2 separate regions of the Mus musculus genome follow, and region 2 is linked to region 1. The links are chromatin contacts, called in public Hi-C maps. All regions are on one chromosome and are shown on one strand. Each heading gives the region's core, a stretch centred on a gene start, on an enhancer-like site or on the middle of the called end of the contact. The rest is flanking DNA. Distances are from core to core; before and after follow the strand shown.

Region 1 (4,312 bases), core at 994-3,493:
AACAAGTTGGGATCTTCTCTGGACTTTGCCTAACTGTTCTGTAAACAGAGAGGTAGAAAGCCAGCTTCCCTGGATGCCGGGAGGGTTAAAATCTCTCTACACAGTGGATCACGCATCAGCAAACCTTCCCTGGAGCCCAGTAGCCAGCAGACCCCACATTATTTAGAAGTATACAGAGTCCCTGTTGCTCTCCTACCGCCCCACCTCTTAAGTTGGAGGAGGGGCCAGGTTTGGGGAAGACTGGCTGCCCCTTTGTGCACTGCACTCCCTGGGTGTTCAGGGAAGGGGTGGGGGTGGGAACAACTCGACATGTTCCATTGTAGTCCAAGATGCCTTATCCTCTCCATAGCAACCAGCAATCCTCTGCTGTGGAGTGGCTGGGATGGAGGGGCCCAGCTCAGAGCCTGGCAGGGAGGGCATCGGGTCTGGTCCAGAACTTTCATCTCCTCTGGGATGGAAATTAGCTTTCAAGTCACAAAGTCCCTAGCACCGCCCTTTGCTCAGTCAGCTCTGGGTAATCGTGCTTGTAGAGCCCCCAACTCTAGCTTCAGGGATCCCCAGAGATGGACTCTGCACACAGAATTCCCGGGGCAATGGCCCCTGAGAGCCTGTTGGAGTTCTGGGGAAATATACACCACTGTTTGCCAATCTCACAGACCATATGTGTGTAAGTGCATATAAGTCAATGCAGGCCTGCTGGTGTGTACCTAGTGGGTGAATGCAGCCATGTGCTATGTATATGATGATACACAGTAGGTTCATTAGCAAGTTCACCAGTGAGCTCACAGGGGAGACCTGGCATGTGCCTGTGGACACCTGTCCTGTTGTAGTATGTACCCTAGTCCCTGCCACACATCTGTGCAGCTGCCATGGGCATCTGTGTACTGCATGTGGAACAGATCCAAAGTGCACAGCCCAGAACCTCACGCCCTAATGTACAGACAGCCTGGAGTTGCCTGGTTTCTCCACCCTCATTTGCCTCAGGTACCAGCTTCTTCTAGGTCCCTTCCCTCCTCAACCTTCATTTGGTTTCCTCCCTAAAACAGGTCCTCGCTGTACCCAGGGTCCTCATCCTCCCCCTTTCCACAGAGAAGAGGCAATAACGGCTTTGTAGGCAGGCAGGGGGAATGCCACTGGTGGGGTTCACCTATTGCAGGGGAAGCCGGGCCCTCCCTACTGCCCTCGTAACTATAGTGACCAAGCCAAAGCGTCCTCCAGACCCCCCAGTAGGAATTCCAGGCTCAGTGTTGAATGCACTTGGACAAAGCCAATGTACTGGCTGCCTGGGCTGGCTTCAGGGAGCCCTTCCAGCATAGTTGAGGAATGCCAGAAACCTGCTGCAGGGACACACACGTATGATCCCGAATCCCTAGCCATTCCAAAGACCCGGAACAGCTCTACCGGTTGCCCCTCAAGTGCTGGCAGAGGACCCATAGAAGGGAGCAATGAGGGCAAGCTCTCCCCTAACCCTGGTTCTCTTCCCCCTCCCCTATCTTAATCTAGCCCCACCCACACCCACACCTCCCGTTGCCAGGAAAGGCCAGTTGAACATGCCGGACAACTTACAGCTAGTTCAGCGAGGACACAACTCTCAACAATCAATCCCCTCAAACAGAACGTCCACCCACCGGGCAACTTTACATGTCACCTGCATCCCAGGTCAACACGTGACTCCGGCAGACTCTATGGAGATTGCCTGAGTTTGCTGAAACTTCTCCAATTCACGCATTTCCATCTATCCCGGCACGCTTTCCCTAAGTGGCTCCTCACACCAAGATTCCCAGCTTTTCCCTCAACACACTACGCCACACCACACCAGCTCTCCCAGACTGGCTTCTACAGACCACACCAGCCCTCATCCTCCTGGCCCCACCGCATAGACTCCTCAGTCTGAAGCCTCCAGAACACTCCGAGCTCTCCAAGTGAGTCCCAAGACACCCGCACTGTCCCCACACTGTCTAGGGCCCGGGACACTCTTGCCTCTAGCATCACCATTCTCTCAGGCCAGCCCAGCCACGCTCACCCCCAGGCCCAGCCACACTCACCAGCCGGGACCCAAGGCAGCAGCAGCAGCAGCAGCAGTAGCAGTAGCAGCAACAGGGGGTAAATATCTCGTCTAGGGCCCCAAATCCTAGGCCCCACCAGCGCCATGGCAGCCGGCTCTGCCTGCCTGCCTGCCTGCCTGCCTGCGGGAACCCTCTGCTCGGCGGGCTCCGCGCCCCTGCGTCCCTCCAACCAGCACTGACGAGGTGGACAGAGGCCCGGCCCCTCCTCCAGCCCTCCCCCTCCGCCCCGCCTCCCACTGCTCCTCCCCGGACAGGATCCTCCCGGAGGGTCTGACCCACCGCTCCTCACAAACACCAGCCCCTTCGGAGGCCTCAGCTCCATCCAGGCAAGGCCCTGGGCCTGACCCTGGGTCTCAGTGCACAAGCCCTCTTGCCAGGCGGTCCAGTCCATGGGGCCAGCCAAGATTCCTGGGGCTTGTCCGACTACCCCGCAGTTTCAGGCCTGCCTTGCTTGAGCTCAGAAGCGCTCCCATCCGTCCTCACTTAACCTGCCCCTTCCACACCTGAGATAACAAGGCTCCTCCCCTCCTATCACAGGGGCTCCTGTCCTCGCTGCCCACTAGGTCCTACCCAGCCACACAGATCCTGTTCTTGTGACTATCAGTAAGGTAGTAACTGGGCCCCAGAGCACGTGCCCCCTGACTCCCTTCTATCCTTCCCACCCCCTCACCAGCCAAACGGAGCCCTTTCGTCTCCCCATTTGCCCTTGATCTTTGTCTCTGGTGTTTGCAACTTTAGAAATGTCCCTGCTGTCCAAGGCGGACCTTTCCGCTGAGTGGCTGCTCTACCGAAAATAGTGCTCCGATGCTGTTCCCACCCTTCTTCCTGAAAAGTCCTTCTCTTTGTCTAACCTCACAGTCACATGTTGCACTGGGTGGAGCCAGGAGTTCTCATCATCTCAAAACACACTGGCACATAAAAAAGCATCTCTTCTTCCATGGCCTGCTGCCCCAAGTGGGGCAGCATCTTATTTTAAAGGGAACTACCTTCTTGAAATGAGCCCCTGGCAGATGACAATGTCTGGCCCAGGTCAGTGATGGTGGATTCTGTCCCTGAAGGCTCTGGACTCTGCTGTGTCTGGCAAAGTAGCAATTGGGGGCTATGGCATGTCCTTGGAGAAACATCAGGTGAGACAATGAGCATCACAGGGTATCGGTAGCCAGCCAGAGGGCTGCTGGTTCCCCTGGGTCCCCAGAGCTCAGGAAGAGACTGAAACCATAGGCCTGGCTAACCAGCCCTGTAGCCTCTCCAGAATTAGAGGCCTGCCCTGTTTTCTGGGACACCCACTCCAGTTGTCTCTTGACCTGGAACTCCCATCGCTAATCTTGAGGAAGTCATGCTCCACTCTTGGGGGAGCACAGCTAAACATATAGGCACCTAACATGCCTGAATGACACGGAGTTTACTCGCTCTCAGTCTATTGTGTCTGTCATCTGTAAAATAGGAGTAACAGCTCCAGCCTCGTGAGACTTTACAGGGCAGTTGTGCTTTGCTCCAGGAATATGAATGGCGCCAAGAATATTAAATAGCAGGACCCTGGGGGGTAGCTACAGGGATGGGAGACAGGGGAGTGGGCTGTGAAGAGGAGCCAGGCAACAGACAGGGACTGGTTCACCCAGGAGCCCACCCCCAAGCACTAATCCCGAAGCTGCCACCTGGTGGTCCTTTGAAGAATGCAGTGGACAGAGCGCGCCTGGAGCTTGGATTGTCATAGGAGGTCAAGGAATTCAGGGATACATCTGAGAGCATGGAACTGACTGCTAGTGGTTGACTTGGTAGAACTAACACATCAGAGAGGAATACAGTGGTGAGGGCATAGATACCAATTCAAATCCCCAGCATCCACTTTCCAGCTCTGTAAGTCACTAAGTCTCTTAATGTCTCTGAGCCTCATTAACTTCCAAGTTAAAAAAAGGTGGAGGAGGAGGAGAAGGAGGAGGAGGAGGAGGAGGAGGAGGAGGAGGAGGAGGAGGAGGAGGAGGAGGAAAGAAAGAAAGAAAGAAAGAAAGAAAGAAAGAAAGAAAGAAAGAAAGAAAGAAAGAAAGAAAAAATAATAGCCCTCACTAGGTGGAACTGTCTTTTTTTTTTTTCATTTGTTTATTTATTTATTTATTTATTTAGGGCTTTTTGAGACAGGGTTTCTCCAGCTAGGTGGAACTGTCTTATGGATAAACTGTGTTTAAGGATTAAAGTGTTTGAAACAGCCAAGCAAGTGCTAGTTAAATTAAAAATGAGAAAGTAATTTT
Region 2 (4,312 bases), core at 1,298-3,797, 53 kb after region 1:
GAGATGGCTCAACAGCTAAGAGTACTTGCTGCTCTTATAGAAGATTCCTAGCACCCACACAGTGGTTCACAACTGTCTGTAACTCCAGTTTCACAGGATCTGGAGGCCTCTTCTGGCCTATGTGAGTGTCAGGCACACAAATGGCATATAGATAGGCACACAGGCAAAACACCTAAAAATGCAAACTAAGCTTTAAAAAGGAAATGTTTTGGCCGGTCGTGGTGGGGTGGCGCACGCTTTTAATCCCAGCACTTGGGAGGCAGAGGCAGGCAGATTTCTGAGTTCGAGGCCAGCCTGGTCTACAGAGTGAGTTTTAGGACAGCCAGGGCTACACAGAGAAACCCTGTCTCGAAAAACAAACAAACAAACAAAAAAAACCAAAACAGCAACAACAAAAAACAAAAAAACAAAACAAAACAAAAAAGATGTTTTAAAAGGCAAGGAAACAACAAGTAAAGAATTGTTTAAAAGAATACTTCAGCATTCTTCCAGGTGTGTTCCAGAATAGCCAGGGCTACACAGTGAAACCTTGTCTTGGTGGAGGGGTGGGGAGTCTGAGATGGAGAACTTGAGTCAGTTAGCTAGAGGCTCTGAGTGTGGAGAACGTGCCTCTAGTATAAACGGTTGCAGGAGCTTCTGGGGGACAGAGTTCTGCTCTTTTGGTCTATGAGGAATGTTTCCCTAGCCTGCATCCCAGAATCCAGGGGTAAAGGAGGCTGGGAGACACCCAGACCAAGAGGACTGGCTTGACCCTATAGACTGGGCCCAGGGAAGGCTGACCATAAAATTAATCCCGGAAATGGCCTTTTCTTTCTCACTTCCCAAAATTGCATTTTTTAAATTAAATTTTATTTATTTATTTATTTATTTATTTGCCATTTTGACCTCCTCATTTGGACGGCAGGAGAGATAACTTGAGAACTTGGTTTTGCAGACAGCCTGGGTTCGATTCCCAGCACGTGTGGTGGTTCACAACCATCTGTAATCCCAGTTCCAAGGGGATCTAGCAGGCATACACTTGGCACACACAAGTGTGTGCAAGCAGAACATTTATAACATGAAGTAAAATAAGTAAATCTAAAAATTAAAACAAAAGAGTTTCTCATTTGAAAGCTGCTTTTTCTCATTTCAGAATCTGAGTTGGAGGATGGTATCTTCTCCCTAACACAGCCTTCCCTCTCTGCGCCCCACCCCCAGTCTGCTCCATTCTGTTCCATGGTGTACATGTGCAGTTAGTTATCAAGTGTTAATTATACCTCAACAGAGCCAAAGGACAGAGTATTTTCCCAAGGAGGCCGGTCTTGAACTTGACCTCTGCCCCTCTGTACCTCTCAGCCATTTTTTACTGTTCTCTAGCATAAAGCACGGGGTATGAGTCAACGTTTTACAAGTGAGTGAGTGAGGAATGAGTTAGTGAGTGAGTGAGGAGAGGGTGCCAGCCTGTGGATGAGGCTAAGAACCTCTAAGTCAGAGGCAGGCAAAGAGAGAATAGCAGAGTCTGTAAAGAGAAGAGAGACAGTCAGAAGGGAAACTGGTGGTAGCACCCGAATGGAGACAATCCCCACCCGGCATTGACTCAGGTGAAGGCCAAGCTGAATTCTGAGGGTCCCATCATCTGGGAGAGGGTAAGGACTCTGGGTTTAACCAGACTAAGTAGTAATAACAATAAAATAATATCTGCTGTATTGTTGAAAGTTAAACTAGGAGGTTAAGAACGAGGCCTGGCCTGTTAGAGGTGTTCACTTCTTAAACTGAAGCTTATTTGGTACTGACTAGCCATAGTGGAGAGGGGCAGGTATAAAGCTTGGGTGAGTGTGGATATGGGTGAGTGATTAGTGGGTCCAGGGTTGTCCTTCCTTCCTAAGAGACAGCATCTTATCTCCTGTAACCCGCCCCCTCCCCGAGGATGCCATCTATCCCTTAATCTTTCCTGCAGTGCTTAGAACCCCTGCCAATTTTGCTTTTCCTTTGCAAGGCTGTCTTTCTGAAACCTCCTGTCGCCTAACGACAGAGAGGCACATATGTTTCGGCTTATGCTTCTATTTAGAGCTAAGGATTAAAAGGGTGTGCCTGTACATGTGGGACAAGCATTTGTATGCACACTCGTGTGGGCTTGTGATTGTGCACACACACGTGCATGCGTCTCTGCTTGCCAAACCTGTACTGTTGTATGCTTGCATTCGTTCACGTGCATATGATCTTCTGCATGACTGCCTGTGCACAAAGATGAGTTTGTGTTTAAAGTGTACATGCACACATGTTAACAAGCCTATACACCCGTGTTGGTGTGTATGTTTGTGGTATAGCAAGGTATACTTGTGTATCTAGGGTGGCAGCCAAATGCATATGTATGTGTTTGTGCATTAGAGTGCTTATGGAGTGCGTTTGCTGCCCTCCTGCCCCAGGAGGCACCAAGGCAAGTGCAAACTACAAGGAACAAAGGAATAATCTACATAATTTAGCCTTTGATCTCTGTTTCCCCTGAGTCCTCTTCACTCTCACCCCAGCTGCCAAGCTGCTTCCCTGCCCACTAGACTCCACCTTTGAGCTTCCTCATGTAGGAGCTTTGGCCTCTTCTTGCCAGCTGACAAGGCTAACAGCATCAGGGAGATCCGAGCATTTACTATGAATGCTTGGTGTATGAGGCAGCCATAGCAGACATCTTACATGCGCTTGCAAGTCTTCATGAACCTTGCAAAGTATGGCAGGTTGAGGTTTAATTTGAAGAAATTAAAGATCGGGGGATAAAGCCATTTACCACAGCGATTCATTCGCTGAAGTGCGAGAATGTTGAACCTGTGCTCTTACATGCTATCACAAGGTACTCCTGGAGCATGCGCAGATACTACGCACTGAGACGTTAGCCAGAACTGCGACCAGCTGCAGTGAGGGAAGAGAGGTCGGTCATGGCAAATGCAGTTTGATGTGGGAGGAAAAGGGGTGAAGGTGGGAGTCAGTGGAAGTCTCCAGAAGAGCACACCCAGAGTTCAAAAGACTGAAAAGTTCCAGGTGTCTACGTAGTCCTCAGGTACACAGAGCAGAGAAGGAAAGTCTTATTTATGCTAACATTGTATGCAGAACCGAAGCTAGATCACATCAACAACACTAAGCCTAAATTTCCTAATCTGTAAGATGTGGCACAATGTTTTCTTTTTTGTTTGTTTGTTTGTTTTTGTTTTTTATTTCCTGGACAGTGTCTCTACATAGCTCTGGCTATCCTGGAACTCACTGTATAGACCAGGCTGGCCTCAAACTCACAGAGATCCACCTGCCTCTGCCTCTCAGTGCTTGGATTAAAGGCATGTACCACTACCACCTGGCTGCACAAGTTCATTGAAACTGATGTTTGTTGATCTCTTACACACCCAACTAATGCTGCCTTGTGATGATTCTGTAAGATGTTTCCCAATATCATCCCTATTTTACTGTGAGCTGAGGCTCAGAGATGGTCACACTGCATTGAATGACTTAGAAACTGAGCCAAAGCCTGGCAGTGTTGGTACATTCCTACAATCCTAGCACTCAGAGGCAGAGGCAGGTGGATCTCTGTGAGTTCAAAGCCAACTTGGTCTACATAGTGAGTTCCAGGACAGCCAGGAAAACCCAAACCAAAGGGCTGGAGAGGTGGCCCAACAAGTTAAGAGCACTAACTGCTCTTCCAGAGGGCCAGAGTTCAATTCCCAGCAACTACATGGTGGCTTACAACCATCTGTAATGGGATCCAATGCCCTCTTCCGGCGTGTTTAAACTTAAAACTCTGTTTAAGAGAGTAACAGTGTACTCATATACATAAAATAAATAAATAAATAAATAAATAAATAAATAAATAAATAAACAAACAAACCTTTAGAAAAATCGAACCAACCAGACAAAAAGACCAAAACAAACAAACAAACAAACAGAAATAGAGCCTACTACAAACCTAGGCACGAATGCTAAAAGCTTTCACAGGACCTTCTAGGGTGTGTTTTGCTTTCATTTTTAAAATTATTAATATTGTTTTTGTTGTTTTGAGACAGGGTTTCTCTGTGTAGCCTTAGCTTTCCTGGAACTCACTCTGTAGATCAGGCTGGCCTCGAATTCACAGAGGTCCTCCTGCCTCTGTCTCCCAATCTCAGTCCCCTCTGGGGATTAAATGCTTGCACCACAAACCTCATGGCCTACTTATTTACTTTTATGTATATGGGCATTTTAAATGTTTAAAGAATTTTAAATTATGTATATTGAGGGGTATGTGCAGGTGAGTGCAAGTGCCCTTAAGGCTGGAAGTATCAGATCCCCTGTAACTGGAGTTAGGTGTTTGTGAGCTGAG

What was found. A called contact is a pair of places that touch in the nucleus more often than the background predicts.
Region 2: a Hi-C map of rod photoreceptor shows a contact between it and region 1, with 2.2 times the contacts expected there. The contact joins the enhancer-like site here to the promoter of Crb2 in region 1. A contact is called at or near these places in 3 of 39 promoter capture datasets (the HPC-7 cell line, embryonic stem cells and hippocampal neurons), 2 of 15 datasets of contacts at CTCF or cohesin (the NIH/3T3 cell line and pro-B cells), 24 of 484 Hi-C or Micro-C datasets (the AML12 cell line, CD4 T cells, the G1E-ER4 cell line and 19 more), 7 of 115 datasets of contacts at active chromatin or transcription factors (double positive thymocytes, embryonic stem cells, large pre-B cells and 3 more) and 2 of 9 other capture datasets (adipose tissue and liver).

What each region holds. Positions count from the first base shown.
Region 1 is chr2:37,774,180-37,778,491 of GRCm38.p6, reverse strand. It overlaps Crb2 (crumbs family member 2), which reads right to left and starts at 2,243. Exons shown (of 13, transcript NM_001163566.1): 1 at 2,046-2,243. The coding sequence starts at 2,151.
Region 2 is chr2:37,721,431-37,725,742 of GRCm38.p6, reverse strand. No RefSeq gene overlaps it. Among named protein-coding and RNA genes, the nearest start is that of Strbp, 20 kb to the right of the region's middle. Within about 2 kb of position 2,547, at least 24 of the 459 cell types and tissues checked have an H3K27ac peak or open chromatin away from gene starts, as enhancers often do. A contact at or near this core is called in brain, cortical neurons, double positive thymocytes and 2 more, where this site is marked.